Linked DNA regions of Rattus norvegicus: region 2 is linked to region 1. Evidence: chromatin contacts called from public Hi-C data. All regions are on one chromosome and are shown on one strand. Each heading gives the region's core, a stretch centred on a gene start, on an enhancer-like site or on the middle of the called end of the contact. The rest is flanking DNA. Distances are from core to core; before and after follow the strand shown.

Region 1 (4,463 bases), core at 1,412-3,911:
TTAGCAAATTATAACAATTAACTTCCTGCTTATGAGTTTTTCAGAGCCGACTCCCTTGAAGGCCTGAGACAAACACATAATTATAAGACAATCCTTCTCTGTGGCTACTTTCACCAAGTGACCCATTTGGGATTGGAGATTTCTAGAAAATGGCTCGCCCTGGCTCCCTTAAAAAAAAAAGAAAAATGCTTCTTATAACTGAGTAGATAACCTCAGAGTTGAGTTATTAGTACAAGATTGTCAAGATTCCACTCTATGTGACATGGGTATTCCTATCCAAACTCTCAAAAGATATCCCTTTATAAATTACAAGGCAAATATCAAAAGACCTAGTCTAGCCTTTTTCCAATTGAGAGGTAACATTGGTAGCATACCTGAGACCAGTTGTGGGAGTGGAACCTGGTGGTTTAACCAGATCCCTAGTCTGTTAGGAACCCTGATCTTTTTCATCTAAATAGGGAGCTGAACTAGGATCTAATTATCTGTGCCTCCAATATAATAACAATAATAATAATAACTAAAAAAGAGAATTCTAGAGCTAAATGGGCCTGGCTCTACCACTGTGTTTGCTGTCTGTGTTGGTACAAACTTGTTAACCATTTGGACCCTGGATTTTCTCATCTATAAAATGGTTATATGGATAGAGCTATATGTTCCCAAAAAGGCCAGGTAACTGATTAGATGACCTAACTGCATGAAACTTGGAGCATACCGCTGGGCTTTATAGTGCCTGTTAGAGAAGCATTAGCTTCTGTTTGCAAAGGTAGCAGTTTTCTAATGGTTTCTTTGATTTCCATCCCGTTCTCCCTAAGCCGATCAATTTTATAGATCTGAATGAATCAAGGAAATGGGTATGAACGGTAGAGAGAATATTAAAGTTCCATAGACTGGTGTAATGAGTGTGCCATCAATATTTTTGCCTCTAGTGTTTTTTATGTAAAACACTAATTAGATATATGTGTCCTCTTTGGCTTACTTCCTGTGATGACCCATAAATGAACAAAGCATAGTGAAAACTCTGATACTTGCAGAATAGTCTCTGAGCCATGCTTCCCCCAAAATATTTGTGACCAACAAATAATAATTTTTGGCAAACCATAGCAGCGAAGTACAGATGTGTGTTCAATAGGGATATGTGATTTGGGGGAGGGCTATTCTGGGAGGGCTAATCAGAACAAAATTGTTAATCGCACATTAAGAGAACCCACAGCTTCAAAGCACTTTATGATAGATAAAAAAAAAAACACAAAAAACAAACAAATGAAAACAAGATGGGGGCGACCCTGAGCGCCATTGGCATTGACTAGGAAAAGGGAAGGCCCACCTTCTAGTCACGTCTGAAGTAAGTGACCACACTGAGGAAGTTATCTGAGCCTTAGTTCTCTGATCTGTAGTATCAGTGTCCTCACTGATTCTCACAGAAACCAAGGAATATTATTGCAAAAAGGGTCTCCATGTTACCAGAGAGCATTCCACAAATACAGGGTACTTATGACAGGGTCCTCGCCTAGAAGGACAAAGAATCCCTGAAATAAGTTCATAGAAATAAAGCTTCCCCTGATAGATTTTTAACTCTTTGCATTCCTTTAAAGTCAGCGATTTCCGGTTTTTAATTTTTCCTCGGCTTAAGATTCTATCATATATTAACTGCTAATTTACACAAATACCCATTTCCACTTAGAGAAGCATCCAAAGCCCCAACCAGTCTAAACTCACTTTCTCCCTGTAGGCCGAGCAGATCTGTGAGGCTCTCCTGTTTGCTTCTGCCTCCCTCCACTGTAATAGAAGCTCAAATAGGCAAGGATGTACCCTGCTTAACTCACCAGTGCCTCACAAGGGATATGGCGCTTGGACTGAGTGGGTACCCAGTAAATGTTTGCTGAACGAAGGAACACACAGATGTCGCTTCCCCAACAGGTTGCCAACTGGCACTCAGAGAAAAGATGTAGTAGGGAGGGAAGAATGGAAGAAGAAAGAAGGAGGGAGGGAGGGAGAGAAGGAGGGATGGAAGGAGGGAAGAGAGAGAAAGAGCTGATTGTTACTGATCAGAGGTTCTTTTCTCATACCAAAGCTTAAAATAACCCAGAGCATAGTAAAAGTTATAGGAATACAAAGGACCATGACCTTGAAATGCAGCTTAAGTTAACATCAAACTGACCCTCAGGGAGACAGTGGACTTGCTGTGCAAAGGCAAGACTAAATCTGTGAAGGGTAGGACCCTGATGGTGAGATTTTGAAAGCATCCCCACACAGTGATTTTTCAAAATGTGTGTTGGTCTAATTTTAGTGGCTGTTCCTTCAACATAACCTGTTATGTAATGACCCGGTGACTTTGTCATTGTTGCTTATAAGACTGAGTGAAACTTGCTCCATAGACCGGCACCACTGACATTTCCACAGAATCTTTAGGGCTCGTGATTGGCAGACCTAGGTAACCTGGTGGTTGGGATCCAGTTGACTCCAGGAAATCCAGGTCCAGAATCTCTTTTCCTCCTTGGGCTTGTGTAGTTGCCATTCTGTAAGGGACACTGTAAAGTCACCATTTGGGAGACGAATGACTTGAAGAAAAAAAAAATTGACCTTGGTGGCTTAGTAAATATTTGACCCAATGACTCCACCTCCCACCCCCAGAGTTTAACCTTTAGCCTTGCATGTTGGAGCCTGAAGCATGTGAGGAGCTATTTTGGTCAGAACCCTGGGATGTAGGTAACAGAGGCTGACACAGGATATGTTAAGCAAGCAAACAAATGTATTAGAAGAATCTAGAATAGCTCATCTTAAAGAAGAAAAAGTTGAAGAATCTGGTTTCTTTAAAAACAAAAACAAAACAAAAAACAAACCTAAGATAAGCTAGGAATTTAGCTGAGAGGGATCATGCAGTTTCCTGTGTTCTGAGACTACTAGGGTGAAATTATTGGATGGGTTCTCCTTCTGTGTCACTGCTCTGGACATTGGGATTCCAAGTCAAGAGCATTTGACAGGTCTCGCCTCTGCCGGGATTTTCTGTGATCTTTTCCTTGTAGAAAACCAAGTCTGTTTCACATCATGCACATCATGTTGTGTTACTATGACTTCTTTACCAGGAAGAGATTCGATGCTGTACTGGTAGCTACACATCTGAGTCTGGTCAGCTCAACATCTGCAGTTTGGCCTCATTCCTCTGCTTTCTTTCAAATTCCGAATTGGCATGCTGGACATCTCCACACCAGGCTAGTGTATGCTCTCCCAGAAGCAAGCAGGTGTGTGTGGTGTGTGTGTGTGTGTGTGGTGTGTGGTGTGTGTGGTGTGTGTGTGTGTGTGGTGTGTGTGTGTGGTGTGTGTGGTGTGTGTGTGGTGTGTGTGTGTGGTGTGTGTGTGGTGTGTGTGTGTGTGTGTGGTGTGTGTGGTGTGTGTGTGTATGTGGTGTGTGTGTGTGTGTGGTGTGTGTGTGTGTGGTGTGTGTGTGGTGTGTGTGTGTGTGTGGTGTGTGTGTGTGGTGTGTGTGGTGTGTGTGTGGTGTGTGTGTGTGGTGTGTGTGTGGTGTGTGTGTGTGTGTGTGGTGTGTGTGGTGTGTGTGTGTATGTGGTGTGTGTGTGTGTGTGGTGTGTGTGTGTGTGGTGTGTGTGTGGTGTGTGTGTGTGTGTGGTGTGTGTGTGTGGTGTGTGTGTGTGTGTGTGGTGTGTGTGTGTGGTGTGTGTGTGTGTGGTGTGTGTGTGTGTGGTGTGTGTGGTATGTGTGTGGTGTGTGTGTGGTGTGTGTGTGGTGTGTGTGTGTGGTGTGTGTGTGTGGTATGTGTGTGTGGTGTGTGTGTGTGTGGTGTGTGTGGTGTGTGTGTGTGTGTGTGGTGTGTGTGGTGTGTGTGGTGTGTGTGGTGTGTGTGTGGTGTGTGTGTGTGTGGTGTGTGTGTGTGGTGTGTGTGTGTGTGGTGGGTGGTGTGTGTGTGTGTGGTGTGTGTGGTGTGTGTGTGTGGTGTGTGTGTGTGGTGTATGTGGTGTGTGTGTGTGTGGTGTATGTGGTGTGTGTGTGGTGTGTGTGTGTGTGTGGTGTATGTGGTGTGTGTGTGTGTGTGTGTGTGTGTGTGTGTGTGTGTGTAACTTAAAATGTTGGAGAAGGAAGACGGGTAAAGGGAGTGATGGTGGCAACAAGCACAGTAGATACCATGGGTTCTTGAGAAGATAAACTGGGGTTTTTCCCAAAGTTGCAGAGTTTTGACTTAATTTGAGCGAACGTGACGTCAATTCCTACAGCAGCACCTTGCATACTTTAGCTTGTACTTTTGTTGACACAAAAGGAAAGGCACACATTACTGCAATGTTCTCTCTCCTTCCGTTTTCTAGAACTGACTGCCCTGGGTGTTTTATTCTATCATATGGTTTATAACAAGTGTAGCAGATTCTTTTATTGACTGGAAAACCAAAACATTGAGGAGATGCTGAGGGGATAGAGAAGGGCCACTGGATCAGTCATTTTCAAGGAGGCAGCGG
Region 2 (4,463 bases), core at 1,336-3,835, 34 kb after region 1:
AGAGTGTATTAAATTGGTTTGGGCAGTCCTTTGAGGGGTTAGCTGTAAGTAAGGAACCTGGCAGGCTATCAGGCAGGCTTCAAAGGGAGTGTTTGGGGCAGAAAATTAAAAAAACAAAACAACCAAAAATATCGACCCAGGCCCCAAAACCTCCCTAAGAGCTCAAGGCATTTTTCAGGTTAGATCAAAACATATAAACAGATCAGCTAACAGCACACCATTCCCACACATTGTGCCCATTTAATAATACAAGAAGGATGGCAAGGAGAAAAAAAAAATGTTAACTGGGTACAGTTAGATGGAAAGGTTGAATTTCTTGGAGGAAGTGGGAAATAACTCAGACTCAGAAACACAGGTACAATTGCTTGGCTGTCCACCCGTGCCAAGACCTTATTATCATCCTCCCAAATGCCAGGTGCTTCACTTCAAAATTTGGTAGAGGAAAACCCAACCTGCTTCCTTCCCTCTTCTGTTTGGAGATTGAGACTCGTGCTTCATGTTTTCGAGGAGCGCCCCCACTCCCCTCATCCTAGTCCTTGGTCCCACAGACTGAACTGTCTCGGGGTGGGAAAGCCTGTAACAGATGTGGAAGGATCCGGGGGCGTCAGCTGCAGCACAGGCCTACCCCAGCAGGAGTTGGAAGCTAGCCAGCGAAATATGGGCGTTTTGTTCCTAGGCTGCCCAAAAAAGGCGCGGAGAGAGGATGGAGGCAACCCCCATTTTCATCAAAACGCTCCTCCTGGGGCGCCTGCCTGCGGGAGGGCTCCAAAATTGGCAACTTGGACCTCCAAGTCGCTCTCTTTTAGCCCACATTTCCCAAACCCCGGAAGAGGAGGGTGATTAAAAATGCAAATTGCTTTGCGGGCGACAGTAGGTAGGACCGAGCTGCGAGGCTCTGGGCTGGGGAGATCCCGTGACCTTAGACGCCCTCCGCGCCCCGGATTCGGGAAGGGCCGCAGCCAGCGCTTCCTCCTCCCGGTCGCGGCCGGACAAAGCCGGGCTCCTTTCCGTGGGACCCGAAGGGCAGACCGGATCGGGACGCGCGCCTTCCGCAGGGCCCGCCGTCGCCGCACACAGGTGGTTTTCCGTCCGGGAGGGGCGGACTCGGCACTTTTATATAACAATAGAGCTGTGCGCGCCGGGGATGCGCTCTCGTCGCCGTCGCGGCCCCCGCCGGCCACGCCTCCATCCGGCTCCGGTGCCGCGCCGCCTCCGTCCTAAATTGCCTGCGTGTGGTGCCCATGAGACTCCCAAATCCTAACTCGGAAACCAAGGGGTCCAGACAGGGACATCTCTGGCTTCTTTCCGACTCTAGGTCTCTCCCTAGGGGACAGTTCCGTGACGGCCTTACATTCGATCACGGGGTCGCCGCGTGTCCTCCCCCTCCCCCTCCCCAGAGCAGCGGTGCTGCGGCCAAAGCGCAGCGCGCAAGCGCGTTTGGAGTTGCTAGAGTGCTCCATGCGGAGCTCGGGAACCGCTGCAGCCGAGAAAGGTTAGGGGACTGGCCTCGCTGCCCACAGTAGCCAGTTCCCTCAGGCTTAAAGGTCTTGCGGAGGACTCCCCCCACGTCTCCGGGTTGCAGGGAGCGTTGGTGAGGCCCGGTGTCCCAGGCGCCTAACCTAGGCTGCCTTGCCAGACCGGTTCCTCTTAGAAGCCAAACTCTGCTTCTGACCCCAAATCGTTAAAGGAGCTCGTCTCTCCAGGCTCGATGGGTGACCGGTGGGGGTGGGGAGCAAGATCTCCGGAGCAATGGCTCAGAATGCCTCCACCCCACCGGAGCATAAGAAAAGTGTAGGGCTAGCTGACAAGGTTTTTCCTGCTCGCCCCCCCCCCCGAAAGTTGAGAAAACTCGGGATTGGGGTGCTTCTGGTTTTCTGGACAACCAAACGCTTGTTTGCTTAGCTGCTTTAAAATGTTTCAACAAAACACTAGTTTGTTTCTAGAGATGTTGGATTAGCATTTAACACTTCGTTGGGTCGCTAAAGCCCAGGCAGTTCACCAGCCCCAACACAGCCTCGGCTAAAAGGACTTCAGAACAAACAGAACTAGACTTTTAAAAGAGCCAAACAAATGCCACACACGATCTAAAGGAGGACCGGGGTGGTGGTGAGGGAGAAGGAGCGGGCTAGGATCTAGCGTTAAAGGGAATAAAAAAAGGGGTGGGGGACCCTCACGTTTTATTAAGGCTAACTTGAGATAGTAAGAGTAGCGAATAAGGGCTTTTGTGCTTGCTAATTGCACTACTGGTGCGCAAGAGTTAGACGCGAAGTGTGAACTCTCAACAGAAGGAAACACGAGACAACTTTAGTGCCCTGGTTTATGTGCCCTGCTCCTCCTCCACCGCCGCCTCCTCTTCTTTCTCCTTCCTCCCGCCGAGCCCGCAGTTGCAGCTTGTTTGCACTGGGGCTTATCCGGAGCGGAAATTCCTTTCCGTTTTTGTGAATGACAAACTCATTAACAATTCATCAACACAACCTGTTCCAGCCGGCCCGTCCCCACGGCAACAGCCCCTTCCGCAGCGCGCTCATTGGCTGGCCGAGAGAATGTATCCATTGAGACGCTGGCTGTTTGTATCCATTGAGGAGCTGCCTGGCACAGGGGGTGTGCTCTCGCGGAGTCCTAGGGACTGCGAGCAAACCCAGTCTTGAATAATCCGGCGAGAAACACGGGGTTGGATCTGAGGTGCAGCCTCAGAGGGATTAGGAGCTGCTAGACTTTTTTCTTTTTTCCTTTTTCTCCTCTCAGTGGCACGGAGTCCGAATTAATTGGATTTCATTCACTGGGTAGGAACAAAACTGGGCACTTTCATTCAGAGAGATTCATTGACTCTGAGAGTGATCTGGTGCAGAGGGACCACCGGCTTGGCTTCTGTCGCCTTCCCTAACCGCTAGCTTCGGCTTGGGAAAGGCCGAATCAAACCCGGCTCCGAGAGCCGGAGCTTCTCACGGCGTGCTTGGCCTATGCCTGCCTCGAGGGGCGTCTGCTAGGCACCCCGCCTTCTCCTGCAGCTCGACCCCCATGATAGATACGCTCAGACCCGTGCCCTTCGCGTCGGAAATGGCGATCAGCAAGACGGTGGCGTGGCTCAACGAGCAGCTGGAGCTGGGCAACGAACAGCTGCTGCTGATGGACTGCCGACCGCAGGAGCTGTACGAGTCGTCGCACATCGAATCTGCCATCAACGTGGCCATCCCGGGCATCATGCTGCGGCGTCTGCAGAAGGGCAACCTGCCGGTGCGCGCGCTATTCACGCGCTGCGAGGACCGGGACCGCTTTACCAGGCGCTGCGGCACCGACACCGTGGTGCTCTACGACGAGAACAGCAGCGACTGGAATGAGAACACAGGTGGAGAGTCGGTCCTCGGGCTGCTGCTCAAGAAACTCAAAGACGAGGGCTGCCGGGCGTTCTACCTTGAAGGTATGTTGTGCGCCCCGGCGCTCGGAGCTAGGGCTGCAGGCTGGGGAACTGCGGGCGAGGTAGCGATCGCCTCTCGCATTGCGCTTAAGGGAGCTGGGCCAGCGTGGTAGCTTCTTTTTTAAGGGTTCTTTATAATCCGGCACCTCCACCTTCCTCTCGCTTTCTTCTGGGTTGGTTTAGACTTAAGATTCAGAAGAGCTGGAAATGTAGTTCAGGGTGCAGCTTGACACCTCCTAGCTCCTCGAAATACTAAGTAATTTTGTGCATTTCCGGAATCAGAAGAATAAACGCTCCCTGGGTAGGCAGATGGTTGTATTCTTAAAGATGCACATTGAAGTGTGTTTTTACTACTGCAGTGGGGTTCATAGGTCGCCTGACCGTAGTGTCTCCTGCACCTCCTGTGCCTCTCACAAGCTGAAAATTACTACAGCTTCTCAGGTTACAAGAACGCTTTTCTTGTTTCTGGCAGGTGGCTTCAGTAAGTTCCAGGCCGAGTTCGCCCTGCACTGCGAGACCAATCTAGACGGCTCGTGCAGCAGCAGCTCCCCGCCCTTGCCAGTGCTGGGACTCGGGGGCCTGAGGATCAGCTCCGACTCTTCCTCGGACATTGAGTCTGACCTTGACCGAGACCCCAATAGTGCAACGGACTCCGATGGCAGCCCGCTGTCCAACAGCCAGCCTTCCTTCCCGGTGGAGATTTTGCCCTTCCTTTACCTGGGCTGTGCCAAGGACTCTACTAACTTGGACGTGTTGGAAGAGTTTGGCATCAAGTACATCTTGAACGTCACCCCCAATCTGCCCAATCTGTTTGAGAATGCAGGGGAGTTCAAGTACAAGCAAATTCCTATCTCTGATCACTGGAGCCAAAACCTGTCCCAGTTTTTCCCTGAGGCCATTTCTTTCATAGGTGAGACTAATTTTCAGTCATTCATGAGTTGAAGATGTTAATCTGTTTTCCTGCAAGCTATTTGGGGAGTGGGGGTTGGGGGTGGAGAGACTGCAGGTCTCTACTGTTCCAAGAGTGTTAATTCTGGTTTGCCTTCTG

The links. A called contact is a pair of places that touch in the nucleus more often than the background predicts.
Region 2: a contact with region 1 is called in a Hi-C map of kidney, with 1.9 times the contacts expected there. The contact joins the promoter of Dusp6 here to the enhancer-like site in region 1. A contact is called at or near these places in 3 of 12 Hi-C or Micro-C datasets (kidney and liver).

What each region holds. Positions count from the first base shown.
Region 1 is chr7:35,943,335-35,947,797 of GRCr8, forward strand. No RefSeq gene overlaps it. Among named protein-coding and RNA genes, the nearest start is that of Dusp6, 34 kb to the right of the region's middle. Within about 2 kb of position 2,662, at least 3 of the 93 cell types and tissues checked have an H3K27ac peak or open chromatin away from gene starts, as enhancers often do. A contact at or near this core is called in kidney and liver, where this site is marked.
Region 2 is chr7:35,977,019-35,981,481 of GRCr8, forward strand. Dusp6 (dual specificity phosphatase 6) reads left to right here and starts at 2,586. Exons shown (of 3, transcript NM_053883.3): 1 at 2,586-3,418; 2 at 3,888-4,325. The coding sequence starts at 3,019.